Linked DNA regions of Triticum aestivum: region 1 is linked to region 2. A link is a contact called in public Hi-C data. All regions are on one chromosome and are shown on one strand. The core of a region is the stretch at or near the end of the contact, and the rest is flanking DNA. Distances in the headings are between cores, read along the strand shown.

Evidence for each region. Hi-C and Micro-C count contacts between places; a contact is called where the count stands out from the background.
Region 1: a contact with region 2 is called in a Hi-C map of leaf, with 7 times the contacts expected there. The contact joins the promoter of LOC123096075 here to the promoter of LOC123096071 in region 2. A contact is called at or near these places in 3 of 5 Hi-C or Micro-C datasets (all in leaf) and 1 of 1 datasets of contacts at active chromatin or transcription factors (leaf).

The regions. Positions count from the first base shown.
Region 1 is chr4D:45,293,186-45,298,947 of IWGSC CS RefSeq v2.1, reverse strand. LOC123096075 reads right to left here and starts at 2,631. Exons shown (of 9, transcript XM_044517670.1): 1 at 2,241-2,631; 2 at 2,049-2,110; 3 at 1,899-1,960; 4 at 962-1,805; 5 at 776-868; 6 at 578-679; 7 at 420-479; 8 at 162-328; 9 at 1-29. The coding sequence starts at 2,400.
Region 2 is chr4D:44,999,280-45,004,940 of IWGSC CS RefSeq v2.1, reverse strand. It overlaps LOC123096071 (protein DA1-related 1), which reads left to right and starts at 2,929. Exons shown (of 12, transcript XM_044517667.1): 1 at 2,929-3,232; 2 at 3,820-4,097; 3 at 4,580-4,667; 4 at 4,857-5,019. The coding sequence starts at 3,843.

The DNA.
Region 1 (5,762 bases), core at 1,382-3,881, 290 kb before region 2:
CTCCAGTTCGAGAGGGTGCTGTGAAATCACTGAACAAAGGGAAATGAAAAGATATCACGATGTGCTAAAATGAAAAGATATCATGATGTGCTAAAATTCAGAAATCAATGTGTAAATTCAGAAATTCAGAAAGGGACAGGAACTGATTTGGTTTTGCAAACCTTGTAATTTTGGCTGTTCTTGTTGATGACGCTGCCCTCTGTGATTTCTCTACGGTTTTGCCTTTAGTCAGCGCAGGCGCAGGCCTCACATTGTTGGGCCGGATGCTACTCAAAACCGTTTTAGATTCACCAAGCCGACTCGTGGCGGTGTATGTAATTTGTTTCCTCTGAATATGCAACATGGGCAGACAAACAATTCAGCATGTGTGTTTCTAAATTGTACCACCATTAAATTGATCTGGACCTGGAAATGCTCACCTGCTTCTCGCCACAAGCCAGTTTTTCTCTTTCCTTTCCATCAGGGCATCTTCCAGTTTGCTGCATCACATCACAGTAGCACATAGAACAATGAGTAACCACAGGTGGTAGTCGAAGAAATCTGAAATCTAACGTTGTGCACTCCTGATTCAACTTACCATCATCACTCGTCTATTTTCGTCCTTCAGTACTGGCATGGCGTTCTTCTCGGCGACCGTCGGTTTTCTTTCTGGAATTGCATCTTTCAACACCTGTCTTTCCTAAATGCAGCACAAAGAGTAAAGGCCTTTCAGCAACTGAGTGAAAAACCTTCACAAAAACAAGCAATGGGGGGATGCAATGCAATCATAACTCACATCAGTCCTTAGCCTGAATGGCCTTAGGATGGTATTCTTCTTAAGCTTTCCTCCCTGCTCCGCATTCACTACCTTGTTCTGCCTTTTAAGCACCTGCATTTAGTCATGGTAGCATTTCAGGTTCACCATATGCTACCCACAGCTAAACCATGGCAAACCACATCACTAACGTCAGAGTTTCAGTACCTTCTGAGGAGCATTCTCATTGTTCTCCTCCGACTGCTTGCTGTTTTCATCTTCTTCTTCCCGATTCAAGGCTTGCTCGGCGAGCTGATCACCGCACGGCGCATTCTCCTTGTCGTCGCCGTGAATGTCGGGCTGCAATGGTTCCGCCACCTCAACCCGTGATCCCTGTAGCACCTCCTTGGGTTCTTGCCCCCAATTGCGCCTTGCAGTTCGTTTGCACGAGTTCTCATCCGCGTTGATGTTCTCACGGCCACTTCGGTTCCCCCCATCTGTTTCGGCATTGGCGCATTTCGCCGAACAGCCTAAGATCATCATCTTCTTCCCACTCCTTGGCTCCTGCACTCTCTTCGCCGCCGCCGTCTCCTCGCACTTCTTGGCGATCTTCGGCGTGGGCAGCTGCGACAGGTACCTGCTAGGCACCTCCCGGCACGCCAGGTTGAGCTTCTTCATCTTGGAGCAGACCTCGGCCACGGGAGGAGCCTGGCTCTTCGCCGGCGTCTCCTTCTTGGGCGTGGTCATGAACAGCGCCTTCACCACCGTCCCCTTGATCTCCGCCGCCGCCGTGGCGACCGGCCCCTTCTGGTACTTCACGCTGAGGAAGGGCTCCTGCCTCGGCCGCACGGTCTTGCTCCTGGGCGTGGTCAGAGCCTTCTTCCTCGCGCTGGACGCGTCGACCCTCGCCGCCTTGGTCCGGACCGGGGAATCCCTCAGGCCGCGAATCCGGTGGCCCTGCAGCCTGTCCCTCGCCGCCTTCTCGGCCGCCCCCGTCGCCAGGCTCAGCCTGGTCATCCGCGTCCTCGGCGGCTTCGCCGGCGCAGAGTGGGGGCATTTCGGCAGCATCGAGCTGCACGGGGTCAACAAATCCGATCTAAATAACAGTCCAATTCAGGCCGGCGGCCGGCGAGAAAGGAAATAAATTCACATCAGAGACGCGCACCTCTGGTTTCTCCTGCTGATGGCCTTCTGCAGCCGCACGTTGGGGCTCCTCGCCGCCATGACCTGCGGGGGGAACGGATCAGAACTCGGTTCCGTCAGCCGTCGAATTCAGTCACACATCAATCAAACACGAGAATTAGCAGTGAATTACCCGCATGACGAAGCTCCTGTGCAGCGCCTCCGGGTCGACGTGCTCATGACTCTGGTCGCAGCCTGCATATCGTACGGGTACGGATTACGGATCAGCGCCGAGGCGAATTTGGTGTCTTTGCGTCTCAGATCCGATAGCGAACGCCGGCGGTGAGGGGCTGTGCTTGTGAAAGGGTAGAGGATGATTGCGTACCTACGCGGAGGCAGAACCAGGAGGGGTCGTCGGCGGGGCAGGCGGCGTCGGGCGCGGTGAGGTCGACGAACTTGGGCGCCTCGATGTCCTCGTAGAAGACGCTGTCGTACTCCTCCTCCTCCTCGTTGTCCTGGACGCCGAGGCTGCGGGGGATCTCCATCTGCGCCCGGTGGGATCGACGATCTAGCTAGCTAGCTCGCGAGAGCGGCGGGCGGCGTCGGAGATGGTGTTCTGCGGCGAGGCTGTGGGCTGTGGCTGCTCTGGCTGGCTGTGGCGAGTTGGGCGATGGATTTTTGAGTCCGATCCGGGAGCGGCTGTGGGGAACTAGCCGTTGGAGCGGCGGCGTTTCCCTTTTTTCTTTTTTGAAACCGTGGGCCGTTGGTGATGTGGCAGTAAATAAAGAGATGCTGTAAAGTAACACCGGGCGTGAAGGTGAAAGTGAAACCCGGCCGTGCGGAGTAGAAGGCGGCTAGATGTGCACGCACAAAGTTACGGAGTACCGGATTTACATGGAGTATATTTATAGTATGAACCTAGATTACCCAAACCGACTATGACGTGTACACTACACGGACACGCATACGATACACGGGATTAACTCGTAAGGGTGACTCCAATGCACGACCACAAACGAGCCGTTTCGTTTGGATTTTGTCCATATAAGGATGGCAAACGGACATGTCCGTTCGCTTGCGGCCGTGTGACCGCCGGTGCGCCCAAGTGACCCGCCACATCCCAAACTGTCCGTTTATTCAGACTTCAAATTTAACAAAAAAACCAAATAATATTGCAAATAATAAAAAAACATTAAAACGTCCACAATAGCCGAGTTCACCACATTAATATAAACAAAAACTTAAAAAGAACATTAAAAAAACTAGATAAGGGTCGTCGCCGTCGATGCCGCCATTGACTTCCGTAGCAGCCGTCCTACTCGTCCTCGTTGTCGTCGCCGGTGAGGTCGACGTATCGAGGTGGCTGCTAGAGGTGGGCTGGCGGCCCCTGCCAGGCCGGAGGCGTCTGCTGTGGCGGTTGCGGTGGCACCTACACAACCTCTTCCCGTGGCGGGGAACGGGCCGGCGTCCACCTCAGGCGTGCACGACACAATCTCCGTCCAAGTCCCGGACTGCCCAACCAAGGCCAGGTTCCATCCCATCGGCTCCTCCTCCCTAGGCGCCTCTGCCCGCACGTCCTCCAGGCCTCCTCCTTGACGTAGGCGTCGAGCTTTGGGAAGCGATGTCGGCAGCCGCTGACAGGGCCATTATCTCCGTGAGGCCCTGCCATTGGCGCTCATCGTGGGTGTGGAGGGAGTCCTCCATAACCTGCCTCATGAGGCCCTCCTCCTCCTCGACCGTCATTGGCTCGGGTCGTGACGGCGACGACATAGTAGTCAGGCCGCGAATCAACCTATGCCCGCGGTGCTGGGGCAGGCTGAGAGCGCGCGCGGGGCGGACAGAGCGCGCCCGCTGTGGGCTCGAAGGACGGCCGACAAAGAAAGATTGCCGACAGATGTCATGCTCGTCGCAGAGCCATGTATCCCAGAGCGGCGAGTCGATGGCGCACCTCCAGTCGTCGATGAGGTCCGACGGCAGGCGGGCGCAGCGTCGATTGATCTCCTCCCGTCGGGCGCGGCCGCTCACCGGGACCGGTGGGATGGGCACCCGATTCATGGAGAGGTGCCAGTTGTTGGGAAGGTGCACGTCGCCCCACGGCAGTGGCGTGCGCATCTCCTAGTACCTCTTGCAGATCCCGCCTTGATGTACAACAGCTGACGAGGTGGGGCGCCGTCCGGCGATATATGGAATGCGGGCAGTGGAGGTGGAGGTGGAGTGGGGGAGCGACGACAATGGTCGGACAACGACCCGACCTCGTGCCTCGTCCTGCGGCCGGGGAGGCACGCGTCACTGCGGGTGGAAGTCTGGAATCCCACTGGTCCACGACTTCCACACTAAAAAAGACGACGACCGCTCGCCCGGGGTGGCTGGTAGGTGGGTTCGCCCAAGCTTGCACCGTAAACGTGGACGGTGGGAGGTAGATGGGCGGCTGCCACGCGGGCCCGAGGCGGACATGGAGCGGGCGCGTGGGCGTCTGATACATCCCAAACGCATCTACTTTTTCAAACACTTTCACTCTTATTTTGGACTCTAATTTGCATGATTTGAATGGAACCCGGATTGACGCTGTTTTCAGCAGAATTGCCATGGTGTTGTTTTTTTTGCAGAAATAAAAGTTCTCGGATTGACATTGAAACTTTACGGAGAATTATTCCAGAATATATAAAAAATACTAGCAAAGAGAAATACCAGAGGGGGTCCACCAGGGCGCCAAAAGCCCAGGGGGCGTGCCCTAGGGCGCGCTGGGCAGGCTTGTGGGCCCCTAACAGCTCCCGCAACCATAACTCCAACTCCATATGTACCTATTCATCTAGCAAAAACCTAGAGAGAAGGAATCATCATGTTTTACAATACGGAGCCACCGCCACCTCCTGTTCTTCATCGGGAGGGCTGATCTGGAGTCCGTTCTGGGCTCCGGAGTCATCATCAACCATCCGTCATTAATACGTCTCCAACGTATCTATAATTTTTGATTGTTCCATGCTAATATATTATCTGTTTTGGATGTTTTATATGCATTAATATGCTATTTTATATGATTTTTGGGACTAACATATTAACCTAGAGCCCAGTGCCAGTTCCTGTTTTTTTCCTTGTTTTAGAGTTTCGCAGAAAAGGAATACCAAACGGAGTCTAAACGGAATAAAACTTCCGCGATGAATTTTCTTGGACCAGAAGACACCCAGGAGACTTGGAGTGCAAGTCAGAAGAGCCACGAGGCGGCCACAAGGGTGGAGGGCGTGCCCAGGGGGTAGGGCGCGCTGCCCCGACCTTGTGGGCCCCTCGGTGACCCCCTGACCTAGATCTTCCTCCTATATATTCTCAAATGTCCCAAAAACTTCCATGGGAGCTACAAAACCACTTTTCCACCGCCGCAACTTTCTGTACCCATGAGATCCCATCTAGGGGCCTTTTCCGGCATCCTGTCGGAGGGGGATTCGATCATGGAGGGCTTCTACATCAACACCATTGCCTCTCCGATGAAGCGTGAGTAGTTTACCACAGACCTACGGGTCCATAGCTAGTAGCTGGATGGCTTCTTCTCTCTCTTTGATTCTCAATACAAAGTTCTCCTCGATGTTCTTGGAGATCTATTCGATGTAATACTCTTTTGCGGTGTGTTTGCCGAGATCCGATGAATTGTGGATTTATGATCAGCTTATCTATGAATATTATTGGATCTCCTCTGAATTCTTATATGCATAATTTGATATCTTTGCAAGTATCTTCGAACTATCGATTTGGTTTGGCCAACTAGATTGGTTTTTCTTGCAATGGGAGAAGTGCTTAGCTTTGGGTTCAATCTTGCGGTGTACTTTCCCAGTGACAGTAGGGGCTGCAAGGCACGTATTGTATTGTTGCCATCGAGGATAACAAGATGGGGTTTTCATCATATTGCTTGAGTTAA
Region 2 (5,661 bases), core at 1,680-4,179:
TGGAACATGTGGGAGCCAATATGGGTATCCAGATCCCGCTATTGGTTATTGGCCGGAGAGGTGTCTCGGTCATGTCTGCATGGTTCCCGAACCCGTAGGGTCTACACACTTAAGGTTCGGTGACGCTAGAGTTGTTATGGGAAATAGTATGTGGTTACCGAAGGTTGTTCGGAGTCCCGGATGAGATCCCGGACGTGACGAGGAACTCCGGAGTGGTCCGGAGGTGAAGATCGATATATTGGACGAAGGGTATTGGAGTCCGGAATTGTTCTGGGAGTACCGGGTGACGACCAGCGTGACCGAAAGGTGTTTCGGAGGCCCCGGCAAGCGTTGGGGGGCCTTATGGGCCAAGGGGAGGGGGCACACCAGCCCACTAAGGGGCTGTGCGCCCCTCCCAACCCCTCTGACGTAACGTGGAGAGGTGGGGGCGCCTCCCCTAGGGCAGCCACCCCTCCCGGCTTGGGGGGCAAGTTTCCCAGGGGTGGGGCGCCCAAACCCATCTAGGGTTTCCCCTGTGGCCGCCGCCCCTCCCCTAGGGAACCCTAGGGCGCCTCCTCCACCCCCTTCCCCCTACGAGAGAGAGGGCAGCCGCACCCCTGGCCTGGCGCAGCCCTCTCCTCCTCCAACTCCTCCTCCTCCTCCGTAGTGCTTAGCGAAGCTCTGCCGGAGAACCACGAGCTCCATTGCCACCACGCCGTCATGCTGCTGGAGTTCTCCCTCAACTTCTCCTCTCCCCTTGCTGGATCAAGAAGGAGGAGACGTCCCCGGGCTGTACGTGTGTTGAACGCAGAGGCGCCATCCGTTCGGCGCTAGATCGGATCTTCTGCGATTTGAATCGCCGCGAGTACGACTCCATCAACCGCGTTCTTGTAACGCTTCCGCTTAGCGATCTTCAAGGGTATGAAGATGCACTCCCTCTCTCTCGTTGCTAGCATCTCCTAGATTGATCTTGGTGACACGTAGGAAAATTTTGAATTATTGCTACATTACCCAACAGTTACCCAGGTTCAAGCCTCTGAAGAGTAATCCCCTACATCCTGCTTCTTGTTATTCATAATGGTGAGATACCTCGTGCGAGGGAGTACAATGGTATGGGCTAGACTACTACATTCTCTAAGATTAGATGTCATGGGAGCTCCCCAACCTCCCTTTATATAGGCGGCGAAGGTTAGGGTTTACAAGGAGGAGATGCGATCTAGGTCACCGCCTTTCACAACTTGGGGGGCAATATGCTCGTAAGTCAGTTCATCCCTTTGATGGGCCTTATGGGCCCCATCTTGGCCTCTTGCCTGGTCCGTCTCGGTGAGCCACCCCCGGAGCATAGTCCCGTCAAGTTCCTCGGGTGGCGGCAAGGAGGGATAAAGGGGAGGGGAGGCGGATCAGAGGGCTAGGGTTTGGTCGCCCACGAGGACCGACGCTAGGGCCAAGTCGATTTAGTCTATCGTGGTGAAAACACTCAAGGGATGTATTTCTCTGGCTTAGAAATGTGTAATGAATAATGGAATGGAGGTGTCCATTATTTGTTCTACATTTTCTTCATGGGTTCATGCACCTAGTCTCGTAGGTCTTCGTAGTCTTTCCTAGATATGATATACTTTGTCTTATTGACTTTAAAGCTGCACTTCTAGTTTCATGAGTATAACATCAAGAATCTGAAGGAACATTACAGATTTCATGTGCCCTACACCTTTGCTAGAATGGATGTGGAAGGGTTTTTATTTTGAGAGATCTAGCAACTTGTTGGCTTTCATATATATTCGGCAAAGAGCAGGGTGACAAAACGGTGGCATGATCAAAGCGATCACAGGGAAAAATCAGAGAAAAGATTAAAAAGGGTTGGCAACATGCCAATCTCTCATCTGGATCCCCGAGAGGGGTCTCTAGGCATCGTGCACCTGCTAGTCTCCAAAGCTCCATGGCCCTATTTGGTTGAGCTTCAGGCACCAAATTCATTTTTGCCAGTGAAGCTAAATCTAGAATCTAAAACAAATCCCCTCCGTTTGTAAATATATGCCTTTTTAAAGATTCCAATGCGGACTGACTACATACGGAGCATGCAAAACGAGTGAATCTACACACTAAAATACGTCTATATACATCCGTATGTAGTCCGCATTGAAATATCTAAAAAGCCTTACATTTAGGAATAAACAGACTATTTGAAAACAACTTTGTTAGTGAAGCCAAAGTTGCCCGTGAAACTTAGTCTAGAACTTGAGACAAACAACTATTCTGAATCAACTTTTGCCAGTGAAGTTGAATCCGGATTCGATTCATTTTCAGTGCAATTTGTTGAAGAACCTCATAGTGTACTTCGTGGTGAAGTTGATTCAGCTTTGCCAAATCCACAGGTGATTTGAATCCAATCAAAACTGAAACAAAGAAAACAACTTTGCCACCGAAGAGAATCCACAGGTGATATCAATCCAATCAAAGCTGAAACAAACAGGGCCTTAGTGGCGAGTGCCGATACTCCAACTTTTATGTTTCTATAATTGCTTCCTTCTGCAAAGAACCTTCCTTGATTGGCGCACCCCAATTTTTAGTTTGTGACCGGTGCATCGCAATTTTAAAGCTTGTGACTAAATTGCAAATGCATGACAAAGTTCAGTGACTCTAGACGCAGTATACTCTTTTAGCCTTGAGATCATCTAGAGTTTATAGACACCAAAGACATATGTCACACTCTTTCATCTAGAGTTCATCCAAATCCAACCAAAATTGACCGGACCGTCGTTTCCACGCGATTTCCCTCCACTAGCACGCCCCCAACACGTTCGACGTAATGCCCGAGAGGGACGCCACTGCGCCACGGCCCCGCATGTGGGCCGCCTCCCTCCCCCTCCCGGTACCGTCGGGGGGTTGACGTCGCTGCGACCGCGACGCGGAGCGGTGGGCGGATGGGAGTTAGTTAGGGCTTAGGGGGGAGAGGCGTCGCTCGCCTCCACACCAGATTCGCATTTTATTTTCTTGACTCGCCCGTCCATGTCACGCTCTCCTCGCCTCTTCCTCCCACCCGTTTCGCCCCCCTTCTCTTCCCCGCCGGAGCACTCCGCCGCGCCTCTCCGGCCGTCTCCGGCCGACAGGCAGTACGAATAGCCGCGGAAGACCGGGCACGCGGTGTGGCTGGAAGTTATTGCGGTTCATATAGCATCCCACACACGCGCAGTTCCAGCCCCGTCCGTGCTCTGCTGAATCCAAGGTCGCTGGCGCGTACCTCTCCTTCCCTGAGGTAAGAAGCCATGGCTTTCCCTTTCTCAAGTTCCAATGCTGTTCTGGGGCTTCTTTTTCATGATCTGATCCCTCTGGGAGCCTACCGTTGACATTTCCACCAAAATATCTTGTCGAGTCCACCCTCAGATGGATAATGAACCATTATCCCCTTTTTTTGTGTACCTGAGATGTTCCATTTCAAAGCAGATCTCACCTAATTGCTTGCTCCAAGTTCTAGATAAAATTTGTGAGTGGCGATTGTCTAGGAACATGGCACAGCCTTTTGCTTATGTGTTCTCCGAATTTGATAAATTGAAAATCACATTTTTCAGAGGGAGACTGATTGCTCTAGGCACTGGAAGTATGAAACAAGATTCCGAGCAATAGTCACAGATATTCAGTAACATATGCACTGTTTGTATCCTAGAGCATCAGTGCCCATTATTGAAATCTATGCGGAAAATGAACTAAATGAGATACTAATGGAGATGCAGGCCTAAAGCCTTAAATTCAACTTCCTCCCAATGTTGGCTTTTAATGCAAATAAGAAACTCAGCTGCAGGTCTCTCTTAGCTTATTTCTGCATGAATTCACTTTTTGCTGCAGGCACAAGGGTCGTCCACCTTCGGATGCACAAAATGAGTCGTCATCCTCCAAGGGATCGTCATCCTCCAAAGGATCGTCACCCTCCAAGGGATCGTCATCATCGGCTGAACAAAATAGATTTTCATCATCGGGTGGACAAAATGGATCTTCATCCTCCAATAAAGAAATACATGGGTTGGCTGAGCAAAGTTGTTAAAAGTTCGGTAAATAAAGTTATAAGAGGACAGTACGACGGGAACTTTAGTGAAGGCTATTCAACCCAGCACGCTACGTCACATGTACTGCCCAATTTTGCCTTTTTCTTCTTTGCTGGAAATAACTAGCTGTAAAATGTTCATTCCTAAAAATGCATAGAAGCGAATCATGATTCTCCAAATCTTAATTCTGACTATCATATATTATCGTTTTATCATGCGCTTCCTTGTCTGTTTATTACTCTCTCAATTTGAAATTGCTCTTCTCTGTGACAAATCACATGGGATAAATCAGTTGTGGGAAGTTTAAATTTGAATGCTACAGAAGCATAGATAGCAAGGGATCGAACAATTTGTGCTTTATTTTTCAGGAGCCACTGCATTTTTATATAAATCAGGGCGCACAACGTGGTACATGATTCCAAGATAAAATGAACAGCTTTATTTTTCAGGAGCCACTGCATTTTTATATAAATCAGGGCGCACAACGTGGTACATGATTCCAAGATAAAATGAACAGCTTTATTTACTTCACTGTTGCTAATTTGGTTCCAATTATACTGTAGGGTACACATACCAGTGACAATGAAGACATTGATCGTGCTATTGCATTATCCTTATCAGAGGAAGGTCAAAGGAAGGGAAAGGCCATTGGTTTGTATTATCCCAACTAAACCAGTTTTGATAATCTCTAGTTTAGAGATTCTTTTACCTAGTTGCATGTGTCATTAAAGTTTCTTAGTTTGGAATAGCAGTTCTAGGTTAATGAGCATGTCCAAATATGTAAAGTTGATAGAAAGAATATTTTTAATGTTTTGTCATTTGCTTTTACTTATGAACCAGATACTGATGATCATTTAGAAGATGAAGAGCTTGCACGGGCTCTGCAAGAAAGTCTGAAAGATAAACATCCTCTTCGTCAGAAGATTCCGGCGGGGGGAGTTCACTCAGATAGTACTCCAGCAACTAGCCTACTGCCAGATATCTTGCCATCAAGTAGATCGAGGTATTTGTTATAATGTTACATTATGATTCATCTCTAGTTTCACGATAATTTAGCTTGTGGACTTGGAAAAGTTTGTTTTTCTTTCGTTGACACTTGACACCACTGAGTGGCGCTTGCATTGCATGTTGCATTAGTGTGAAACAGTGAATAACAATCTACTGTGTTGGTTTTTCTAACTAATTGATTTTATAGCAAAAAAACACATGCAGATATATTTGGTTGAGATGTGCTTCACTTACATCCATTGCTGTAACTTGTTGATCTCACAAAAGGTGAGAACGTATACGATTCTGGATGTTTAACTTCATGTATCATCAGCTTGGGGGATGAAGCAAAATTCAGGACATGTAATAAAATAGCATTAGGCCATTGATTCATGACCAGCTTCATAGCATGATATGAGAAGGTACATGCCTGTGGGATGACAACGAATACTAGGGCATTCTGTTCATCAGGCTTGTGAACAAGGCTGGGCGCCTCGCGTTTGTGAAAGCCATCCTCAGCGCGATCCCCATCCACCAGCTGCTGGCTCTGCCCCCCCAAGAAGACCATCAAGGCGCTCGAGAAGATCCAACGTGGCTTCCTCTGGGCCGGGCGCACGGAGGCAAACGGCGGACACTGCCACGTCAACTGGCAGCGAGT